Linked DNA regions of Hordeum vulgare: region 1 is linked to region 2. The links are chromatin contacts, called in public Hi-C maps. All regions are on one chromosome and are shown on one strand. Each heading gives the region's core, a stretch centred on a gene start, on an enhancer-like site or on the middle of the called end of the contact. The rest is flanking DNA. Distances are from core to core; before and after follow the strand shown.

What was found. A called contact is a pair of places that touch in the nucleus more often than the background predicts.
Region 1: a Hi-C map of an unstated tissue shows a contact between it and region 2, with 10 times the contacts expected there. The contact joins two enhancer-like sites. A contact is called at or near these places in 3 of 6 Hi-C or Micro-C datasets (leaf, seedling and an unstated tissue).

What each region holds. Positions count from the first base shown.
Region 1 is chr5H:467,157,207-467,163,047 of MorexV3_pseudomolecules_assembly, reverse strand. No RefSeq gene overlaps it. Among protein-coding and RNA genes, the nearest start is that of LOC123395838, 140 kb to the left of the region's middle. Within about 2 kb of position 1,592, at least 1 of the 3 cell types and tissues checked has open chromatin away from gene starts, as enhancers often do.
Region 2 is chr5H:466,606,534-466,612,179 of MorexV3_pseudomolecules_assembly, reverse strand. No RefSeq gene overlaps it. Among protein-coding and RNA genes, the nearest start is that of LOC123398902, 180 kb to the right of the region's middle. Within about 2 kb of position 3,044, at least 2 of the 3 cell types and tissues checked have open chromatin away from gene starts, as enhancers often do.

The sequences.
Region 1 (5,841 bases), core at 343-2,842, 550 kb before region 2:
CAACGTGACTCTCTTGTCACCCACCCGTCCATCCATCCCTCTTTATTTATTTAATTTGAGACCCAACCTCATTGGCCTCTCTCCTATTCCCTCCGTCCTAAAATAAGTGTCATTTACTTGGTGTAACGATTGTATTAGTTTAGTTATAAATTTGCGACACTTGTTTTGTGACGAATGAAGTACTTCCTCCGTCACGGTTTAGAAGACACAATTAAATTTACGTGCATTTCCACAATAGACAAGGTTTAAGGCGCATTGCATTTATTCCTAGCAGCTAATTAGTACTCCGTTGTACTATTTCTATATGCATGCGCAGTGTGAATGCTATTTTTTAACCCATCTCACAACCAATCAATAAACACCTACTCCCTCCGTTTCAAAATATAAGACATTTTAGAGATTTCACTAAAAGACTACATACAAACCGAAATAAGTGAATATACACTCTAAAATATGTCTATATACATCCGTATGTAGTTTATAGTGTAATCTCTAAAAGATCTTATATTTAGGAACGAGGAACGAAGGGAGTAGGTTATAGAGAATTTCCAAACACGTTTTTTTAACAGGAAGTATTATTTTATTGTGACAGTGATGTCGTCTATTTGCTTCCTGTTGTGTGTATTGGTTGATTTATTTAAAAAAAAAAATACATACAGACGAACGACCGACCTAAATAGATAAAAATCGGATCCACGTGTTGGAGTTGCCCTAAACAAGGAGATCACTTGGGCACGACAACAAAACCGGGCATGTGCAGGGTGCGATTTCCTTGGCAATTCCAGAGCAGTGCACTAACCAAGTGTCATTACGCCCTCGAAATCGGAACGAGATATCAAAGCGCGGCCGTACGTTTTGTCCACAAAAAAGTGGCGCCACTGTAGCAAATCTCAGCGTGCATGGTAATCATTACGCGGGCAGCGAGCGAGTTGTAATAAAATGTAAACAAACAAGTCGCCAGTGAACGGTCATCCATCACATTATTATTGCCCCGCCCACGAGCAACATACCGAGTGCCGCCAACAGTATCCTGTCAATTAGTGTCTGCTTTCGTATTTTATCCTTCGGATCTTTCAGTGCCCAAATCTTCCGAATAAGTTCCCAGACGGAGAAGAAAAGATAGACATATAGAGGGGGATCATGTGCGAGAGTAGTACTACTACCTTTGTTTCAGTGCTGATCGTGGGTAAGTGTACTTAACCCTGAGTGAGATTCTATTGCGTGGCCAGGAGTACTGCTAATTACTCCCTCCGTTGGGGTTTATTAGGCTCTTTGTATTTTAGACTAAACTTTAACCCTATGTATCACTAACAGTGTATGATTTATATGCCACCAAAATTATATCGTCGGATTCTTATTTCAAAATGGATTACCATGATGTTTTTTGACCAGAACGTCAATTTATTTACCACGGTAAGAATAGCTCAAAAAATATATTACCACGGTAAGAGAGTGGTGAGGAGGAGTAGGAGTACTACAACAACAAAAGCAGCAGCAGTAGTAGGCCGACCGGTAATTATTTAGTCGTGCACGAACAGGGGCCGTAGCAGATTTCGGTGCCCCACAGACGCGCACGCTTCTCGATGCATGGCATAAAGACATCCCGCCTTGTCTCCATTCGTTCCTCCATATCATTGCTAGCCTACCCTGCACGTATACTCCCACGCTCATACCACCACCACAAAAATACAGAACTTCCGTGTAATTACCGGCCGCTGTACAACACTGTTTTTTGTTTCGGGCGTGCCGGTGGCGGACTACACTGTTCACTGTTTCGCTGCTGCATGCTGCTAGTAATTTCCTCAACAGTATGATCAACTATTCGAGGCAGAGAAATTACAAAGTCGGATACAGTATCTGTATTGTTTATATGGTACAATGAGGGTAAGGGAGATCGGGCGACGGATCGACGGTGAGAGATACGGCTACCAGTGACATGTCGACGTACGGGAGCACGCATGTGTTTCCTCCCGGGGGGTTCATGATTAGTCGATCGCATGCTTGGATTCGCCCCGGCACACTTGTCACCGGCCTATCAGCTGTCAACAAGTCACGGATCGATGCGCCCCTCCCCTGGAAAGCTCCCGCCCGTGCCTCCCTTCCAGCAACCATGCTGCTACTATGCTATGCTATTGCTATGGCGCCGATCGGACCGAGACAAATCTACGCAGCAGGAACAGCTGCATGGGCTGCGCACTGACCGGTCAAATCCGGGCACCTTTTATGGGATGAAGGAAAGTGCTGGAGAGTGGAGATGGAGCGGCTCCTCGTTTTTCTTTGGGGGAGAGATGCACATCTATATACTCCCTCCGTTCCTAAATATGTCTTTCTAAAGTTTGTACTACTGGACTACATACTTTAGAGTGTATATTCACTTATTTTGCTTCGTATGTAGTCACGTAGCAAAATCCCTTAAAAGACTTATATTTAGGAACGGAGGGAGTATTTATGTAGATGGAGTAAAAGAAAATTGAGTGTCTGACATTTTTTTTCCTTTGTTAATATGGGTAACAAGAAGGGCCTACGCAAACATATAATTACGGCTGAGGGCGTGCATAATTGTGTGCGCGTGCGTGCGTGCGTGCGTGTGCATGCATGCACGAACGAAGGAAGGACGAGGTGAGCGTACTAAAACTCGATCCATGTCTCGCAACGCAATGCATGGGCAGACAGAAGGAAAGGCGTGCTGTCCGTACGAGCTGGTCTACGCGCCAAAAGGCTAGCCGGGGCGATGTGCGCGCGCGCACTCGATCGGTTTGCTTGCTGCGGTCGCGGTACGTGAAACAACGTCGACCTGATTAGGACAAGACGATAGCAAAGCCAGATGAGATGCTATAGATGCTCAAGATCCAGTCCAATCCCGGGCCGTCTTATCCAAAAAGGGACTACTACACATCTTCTCCCACCCATGTGAGCGCGAACGAACCTGGCAACGTAGCGCTCTAGTAGGAAAAAACCGGCGGAAACGCGCGCGCGGTGCGATGACCCCGCCCGACGTGCGAGTGGGATCCGATGCTGCCCCTCGCGCGGTCGTTTAGAGCATTACAAGCGGGCCCTCATTACCCACTCCAACGCAAGGGCACATAGTTGGATCATTGATAGATCACGGAATTTTGATCCAATCATCCGTTTAAATCGACTATAAAGGCCGGTTTAACCGACATCCATTATATACAGCTTAGATATGGAACGGATACAAGCGAGCCCGGACGCGTCCGAGCACGTGTCTCACATTGTACCCGACATTTTGACCCCAATGCAAATTACATCAAATCCACCCCGCACAACTGTCGGATCCATTTAATGTTTTCCTCTCTTTTTCCTCCTCGCAGCTCCGCCGCCGCACGCGCTCCGCCGTCATTCGTAGCATGTGCTCTGCCAGCTCCTTGAGAGGATTCTTTTGTCCCGTCCTCGCCGTGGAGGACGTCGTTGTCGGTCCGAAAGACACCAAGAGTGGCAATTCTCTCGCTCCGCCTTACGCTAGATGTGTTCGACACAATGCCTGACTGGATTTTTTGGTCAAATTCTTAGGGGAAATGGAGGATTCCGACTCTTCGTCCGACGAGTAGTATGGACCGACAAAGATTGATCAACTCATTGAAGATGAGTTCTTCGATTCACCGGATTCAGACCAAAAAGTGAACATAATCATGCTCATGACCATACAAGAGGAAATGTACCGGCAAGTGAAGCATATTCTTAATTTCAAGGGCTCAATCGGCTCAATCAAAGGAGAAGAGTGATCAATTGACATATGGTATTCGGAACAAAGCTACTGTAGAAGGATTACTTTGCTCCGAACCCTACTTTTCCGGATGATCCATGGTTTTGTAGTCATTTTTGCATGTGAAAAACAGTGTTTTTGTGCATTGTGGACGCTACGGAGGCACACGACGACTACTTCAAGCTGACAAGAGATTGGAGTAGTAAACTCTCTTTCTTTGCCAAGCAGAAGTGCACGGCTGCTGTGAGAATGCTTGTACTTGGTATTGCGATAGATGTCGTTGATGAGATGGTTAGGATGCGGGAGAACACATCCCTGAAGACTACTGTCAAGTTTGCCCGTCTTGTGGTTGAGGTGTTTGGACGTGAATATCCGAGAGAACCAAATGTGCAGGCCACAAAAAACTTGTTGGCAGTGGAAGAACTGTCCCAAAGGTTTGCGAGGAATGTATCAAGGTCACACGAGAGAGGCTGTCATCATACTAGAAACGGTGTCATCACATGACTTATGGAATTGGCATGCTTCCTTTGAAATGCTGGGTTTTCACAACGACATCAACGTGTTTCAATGATCTCCGGTGTTCAAGAGGCTTTGCAACGGAAAATCACCTCCGTGCAACTACATGGTCAACGGCCGAGACTAAAAGATGTGATATTATCTCGTCGGTGGCATATATCGTGAGTGGGTTGCATTTGTGAAGACCATATACGACATGGAACACTACTTATGTTCGGTACTAATATTTGTTATTTTACGGGTGACATTTAGTTTTTGTGATCAACGTGCATGATTTTATATGAATATGATAGTCTGGATATGGGATACGTGGATAGAGAGAGTAAAATATAAGGGGCCATCCGAATGTGTCCACGATATAACTGGCCATGGGCAGCCCGGGCGGCCCGATCCGACCCGATCTGAAAATTCCAGGCCGAGAGAGACCTAAACTTGCCATCGGGCCGGGCTCGGGCCTAAAATTTAAGCCCAATGATCGGGCCAGACCGGGCTTGGGCTTAAGCAATATCGATTTTAAGCCATGATCGGACCGGGCCGGTTGGGCCCAATCGGGTTTTTTGGGGCTTAGGCTGGGTTTGGGTCCAATATTCAGGACCGATGAATTCTGGTCTGGGTTTTCAGCACCGGGCCTTTTTTGATCCGGTCCGAAACCCAACTCGACTCGAAGAATGCTCAGGTATATTTGAGGGACATATAGGGGCCGAATTTGTTCAATACGGTTATAGATCCTCTTAATCACTTCGTGTCCATGCTCAGGATAGCCGCAGCTAATCCAGATGCGCTTTGCCTTACTGGAGTATATAATAAAAGAGGAAACAAAAATGGAAGTCCCGGCCGGCCATACCCAAAAAATGCTACACTTACGTAAAATTCCTACGTAATATTACTTAACTTCCCTAAATAATCTCTCCTCCCCTTCTGATTTCAAATGGATGGGGCCCTTTCCTAATTAACCCCCATTAAAAGATGACACCTAAACAATTACGATTAGTTTAAGTAGCTACCCTACTTAGGTGTAGCATTGCTGGGCCATACCCCCTCCCTTCGTCTTGTCACTGTCGCCCCCTCCACTTTCTCCGCGAAACCCTCCTCCCCCGAGACCACCAAGGTGGCCAAGTACCCAAATCCAAGCCACTTTGGCAAAGTCCACAGTAGGGGATCCGTCACACAAAGTGCACGTACGTTCGAGGCAGGCAGTGGGCACCAGCAAGCAAAGCACGCAGCGAAAATCACGTACCGCTAGCTGCGCCCGCACGTACTCCATCGCCTACGGCTACGGGCCACAGCGCGTGCGTGATCCCAGGAGCGGCACCTACTACGTAGTACTAGGAGCTGTTCTGCCCTGCTCCGTCAGCTCAGCTCGGCCGAGCTGTACAAGTGTAAGTAGATTCGTAGACGCTTTTAAGGTTTCTGAGCTCCGGCCGACGCACGCACTGCAGCACCGACTGGCCTTCGTCCCCGGCCATACCAGAGCCGGTGTACTGTGGCCAATGTAGCGAGGAGTGGTACGCTGCACCACATCCCCCATACAGTCTACCTTGTCTTCTTCCTAGATCCCTCTCTGCTCCTTTCGACAACTTCTGGCTCTGTAGCTCGCCCAG
Region 2 (5,646 bases), core at 1,795-4,294:
CAAAACTTGTTCAATTTTTTCACCAATTCAAAAAACGTTCGGGAGTTTTAAAAAATGTTTCCACTTTAATAATGTTTGAAAACGTTAACAAATTTCAGAAACTTCATGTTACCGAATTATTTTTAAATTTTTTGCCACTTTCAAATTATCTGCACAAATAAGAGTGAAAATTTATCGAAAATTCAAGTAATGTTCTGAAATTCCAAAAATTATTCTAGCTTTCCAAATTTGTTCACAAGTTCCAAATATGTTCATGTTTTCAAAATATGTTCGTTAATTCAAAAATAATTCAGGTTTTGTAAAATTTGTTCACAATTTAAAGAAAGTTCCTATATATCCGAAAATATTCGGGACATTTTAGAAATTGTTTGTAATTTAAAATAATGTACTCGTTTGATATTTGTAATGTGAAAATTTTCACAGATTTTTCAAAATGTGTTTGGTATTTCGAAAAATGCTCCTGATTTGAAAAATATTTCACAGCTGTTTTAAAAAATGTTCATGTTCCCATTTCTAGAAGAGTTTAAAAATCATTCACATTTCATAAATTGTTCGCAAATTTAAAAAAAATCATGTTTTCAAATTTTTTTGATATTTTCAAAAAATGTTCTGAATGTTATTTAAAAATTATTAGACACTTTAACCAAAATTCATATTTTCAAAAATTATTCTGGATTTCATTTTTTTTTCATATTCAATTATTTCACCAATTAGAAAAAGTTCGCATTTCAAAAAAAATTCGAGTTTTGGAAAATGTTCTAAAAGTTTTAAAGACGTTCGCATTTAAGAATTTTTCAAAATTCCAAAAGATCTGCAATTTACGCTGTTGTTGTTAGTTATATATAAAGCTCGTGCTATGTATTTGTTAACAACACTTAGTAGTTGAACTGGCGAGCCAGTTGAATGCACAAACACGAGATCTGCAATCTGAATACCTTTTTTTCAGCATTTTCCTCCCGAACGCTAACTCCGGTTCAGCCCCAATGGGCTGGCCCAGTCGGGCGCGTCCTGTACGAAGCGACATCACAAGGCGGTAAATAGGAGCTCGAATCTATGGGTGAGACGACGAAATCACTAGTTAGCGAGTACATCTTTCAACAATTACTCCCATTTTCATAGGTTGCGACAAATGACGCATTGCATGCGTGCCACTTATCGCAAGGAGGGAGTTTTTTTCTTTTTTCGTAGATCTATATTTTTAAAACGTTTTATCTCTTAAACCGTGCGTACAAATCTCGAACCGTTTTCACCATGGGCTTTCTCGCGTCGAGATCTTCAGAACTAGATTCCATGTTGATAGATTTTGACGAACTTTTTTTCACGAAAAAAACCGGAAGAAAAAAATTGAACGAAAAAACCGTGTCTCATGCGATAGAAAAAAAAACATAAAACACGTTTTCCCCTTTGCGAGAGGTACGGGTCGTGCATTTCACAAAGACAAAACCGTGTCTCTCGTGAAAGCAAACCCGTGCCTCTCACGGAAAAAAAAAGAGTAGAAAACGTGTTTTTTTTCCTTTTCAGGAGAGGCACGGGCGTGCCTGTCACGAAGGTAAAACCCTGCCTTTCGCGGAAATAAAACCGTGCCTCTCGCAAAAAAAAACAGAAAACACGTTTTTCTCCTTTCGGGAGAGGTACGGGCGTGCCTTTTGCGAAAGCAAAACTGTGCCTTTCGCGTAAGCAAAACCGTGCCTTGCGCGGGAAAGAAAACAGAAAGCAATTTTTTTTTCCTTTCCGAGAGGCACATGTCTCTTGCGAATGCAAAACTGTGCCTTTCGCGGAAGCAAAACCGTCCCTCTCACAACAAAAACAGAAAACGTGTTTTTTTTTCTCTTTCCGAAAGGCACGGCCGTGCCTCTCGCGGAAGCAAAGCCGTCCCTCTCGCAAAACAAAGAGAAAACATGTTTTTTCCGTAAAAAGAAACAGAAAACGCGGTTTTTTTGCGAAAAAAATTAAATGTTTTTTTCGTCCAAAAATTACGATAGACCGGTGAAAAACCGAAACACCTAAAAAACCACTCTAAAAACCAAAAACACATGCGAAAAAGAAAAAAGCAAAATACGAAGGAAATGTTCAGAGCGTGACACGTGGCGGCGGCTGAGAACGTGCCAAGTGACAGCACGCGAGGGTTATCGTTGGGAGGCTCCCAAAGGAGTGCTCGGTAACAAGTTGCTCGAGACGGAAACCATTATTTGGAGAGTGAGGCGCCCCAGTCAGGGCAGCACCCTGTTGGACCGGCCATGCGCGGGAGGGTGCTCCCTGTTTTTTTGTTTTTGTTTTAGATTTCATTTTTCCATTTTTATTTTCTGTTTTTGTTTCATTCCATGTTAAAAAAACCGGGATTATAACAAGTTCAAAAAATTGAAAAACATTGTGAATTGTTAAAAACAGTTCTTGAATAAAAAACTTTCCGCCATTTCAGAAAATGAACATTTGTTATAATATTCATGAACATTTTTATTTTGGTGAAATTGTTTCGAGCACTTTTCAATACATATGAAAAATTAGTTCTATTTTATGAATAAACTATGAATTCGATGAATATGTTTTCAACATGATGAGTAAAATTTGAATTCAATTTTTTTTTGAAAAATGATGAAAAAATATTTAGTTCAGTGAACAACTTTTGAATTTTGTGATTTTTTTGTATATTGCAAACAAAAATAGATTTTCATGAAAATCTTGTAGTTTCATGAATAAATGTTGAATTATGAATTATATTTAAATCCTATGACATTTTTTACATGGTTGAACATTTTTGAATTTGATGAACAAAAGTTCATGAATTTGAAAAGAAAAAATCGCAAAAAATGAAAAAATTGAAGAGGAAAGAAATAGAAAAAGGAAAATGAAAAAAAGGAAAAGGGAAAAGGAAATAAAAACGAAAGGGAAAAAAGAAAAGAAAAAAGGAAAAATAAAGAGAAATAAAAAATAGAAAAGTAAAGAAAAAGAAAAAATATTAAACAGGTAGAGAAAACAAAAATAACCTGCTGGGGGATAAACCGCAAAATAGGCTGGCCCATACACTGGATCAGGAGCTCGGACGTGCATGCTATCTCGCTTGCGAGTGACCTATGCGTTGTATATGAGCTATCGGGTCACACATAGCCCTCGCAGTCCCCATTCGCCTACATCTTAAAGCCACGGTATCAACCTCTTCTCCCGCCTTTCCTTCTCTCCTCGTCTCAATCATGCCCCTCAAGTACCTTTTTTCCTTTCGGTCTAGTGTGATTGAGCTAGTCGTAAACTATTTCCGTATTATACTTTTTTTGCGCACGATTCGTTGGCTATGATTTGTTGGCAGTTCATAATTTTAGTTTGGCACGTGTCTTGCTATACGGGTGATCTTGTTTTTTTTTCTTTCTAAACTAAGTTAGTTGTGACATAAAGGTACTGTTTTATGCTTTATAACAACTACAGTAGCAACTTTAGGATTGATTTCACCCATTATTGGTTCAATTCGTTTAGTGCAGCAGTAGGCAATCTTTTCTGCAATTAATTATACTACGAATCTACCATACAATCTCCTCTTTCTTTTTTATTCACTTCATAACTAGATACTACGCTACATGAGAAAAGGAACTTATCTCCAATTGGTATGTCCTCCTGATGGCCATAAAAAACTTGAACAAGTCCCTCAATTTATGGATGAGAAAGTTGTAACAGATATTAGGCCCTGTTTGAAATCACAATAGATTATAATAATCTTGATTATGAAGATAGATTATATAATCTGGTTTATAAAAATAATCTAGATGGACATGTTTGGAGGCCAGATTATATAAACTGTAATCCAGGTTTTATATTGTACAATGACATGTCTGTCCTTTGTTTTTTAGCTGCAGAGGTAATAATCTAGGTGGGCATGTTTGGAGGATGGTGGCAGTGGCACTAGGTAATTATCTCCAAGTTTTCAAGGGTAATGGGTCATTAGTAATCCATAATCTGATTTTAGCTGGGGTAGAGTAGATTATTAGTTTTTAATAATCTGACCATCTAATTTTTATAAACTGCAATATAACTTGTCCTGTTTGGAGACATAATAAATTATAAAAATCGGATTATATAATCTGAGTGGTTCCAAACAGGGCCTTAATAAACCTACACACGAGTTAGTTTCTTTAGAGAGAGCTCCTAATTACCATCTTGATTCTTGCTAGGTATGGCCAGTGTAGGCCAAATATAGAATTGTTTGATCGATGTATTGTATGTTACACTTTGCATTTATTAATAAAAGCAATGCTTATACTATACCTCCTTCTTGCATACAAGTAATGTATAAAACTGTAGATACAAGTAATGTATATATCTATTCTATATTGTTTGTAGCAATGTAGATGCGAACCGTAGTTGGAATTGCTAATGAGTCACTCCATGTGTCCCATAATATATGAGCGTGTTTCACTCTAATGTAGTGTCAAAAACACTTTTATATTATAGAACGAAGGGAGTATTTAGCAAAGCAGAGAAGGCAAAGAATACGTCTAAAAGGATGATGTTCTCACATCGTGTGCAGTCTTTAGGGAGGACCGTCTAGAAAGAGAGAACAAGCATCTTTGAGGCATTGAGCTTGTTGTGCAGGTAATCTGGCCTTCTCTTATAAATTGGAGTCTGGGTGTATGGGGTTGTGCTGATATGTTGATGTCTATGGTTTTTGGCTGAGAAATGGGGAGTGGACTTTGATGGCATAATGCAATCAGTTAAGGCTGACTTGGTAAGTTTAATACATCTTAATTGTAGGATCACAACAATGGAACTATTAAGTAAAGTGTCTTTTGTGTATGATACATAGTCCACATCCCATTCTCAAGGCGAATTTGGAAGGGACGAGGTGATGTGCATCATCACGAAACTAAAAAGATTAGTTCATTGTTGTCGTGCGTGCAAGCCTCGCAATTCTCCTCCTTGCTCCTCCATTTTTGTTTTCTACTTGCATATGTATTAGAACATTCACGCAATATCAAGAAAAAACTTGTGTATGCAAATAAGTTAGGTGCAATTCCTGGAGAAAAAAGTTGGGTGCAGGATTTTGTTGTCGCCGGATCAGAGAGAGAGAGAACTTGCGAGAGAGACGAACGTGGGAGAGACGAGTAGTTTTTGGTGCTGCCGTAACTGCGCAGCGTTTTCTACTCTTTGCTTGATCTTTTATCTGTTACAAACAAGAAAACTACCAACTACCCCGGCTAGCTCGCTGTGATCCGGATTTGCCGCGCCATCCCATGACCTCCAGATGCACAAACACGCCACGCTGACCGGGTTAAGAATAACAGAAAGAATCGAAAGAGAGATCATGCATGCACCACGTCTCCATCTACTACATGCATGCTCCATGGAAGTGTCACATCAGCAGTCATGCAATATTTATTGTAAGCAGAAAACTAGCCTAATGACCTGAGCTTAGCATGTCTAACATTTCTCCCCCTAAGCTCAACGTCCTTTGCTGACCTCCTTCACTCCAAGCATCTATGGTAGCTCGATGAACTTCACCCGACCCAGTGCCTTCGTCAACACATCAGCAACCTGATCATTTGTGCCAACATGATCGATTTGCACCTCCTTCTTTTCAACATAATCTCGGATAAAGTGGAACTTGACATCAATATGTTTGCCGCGGTCGTGATGAACGGGATTCTTCGCAAGTGCAATAGC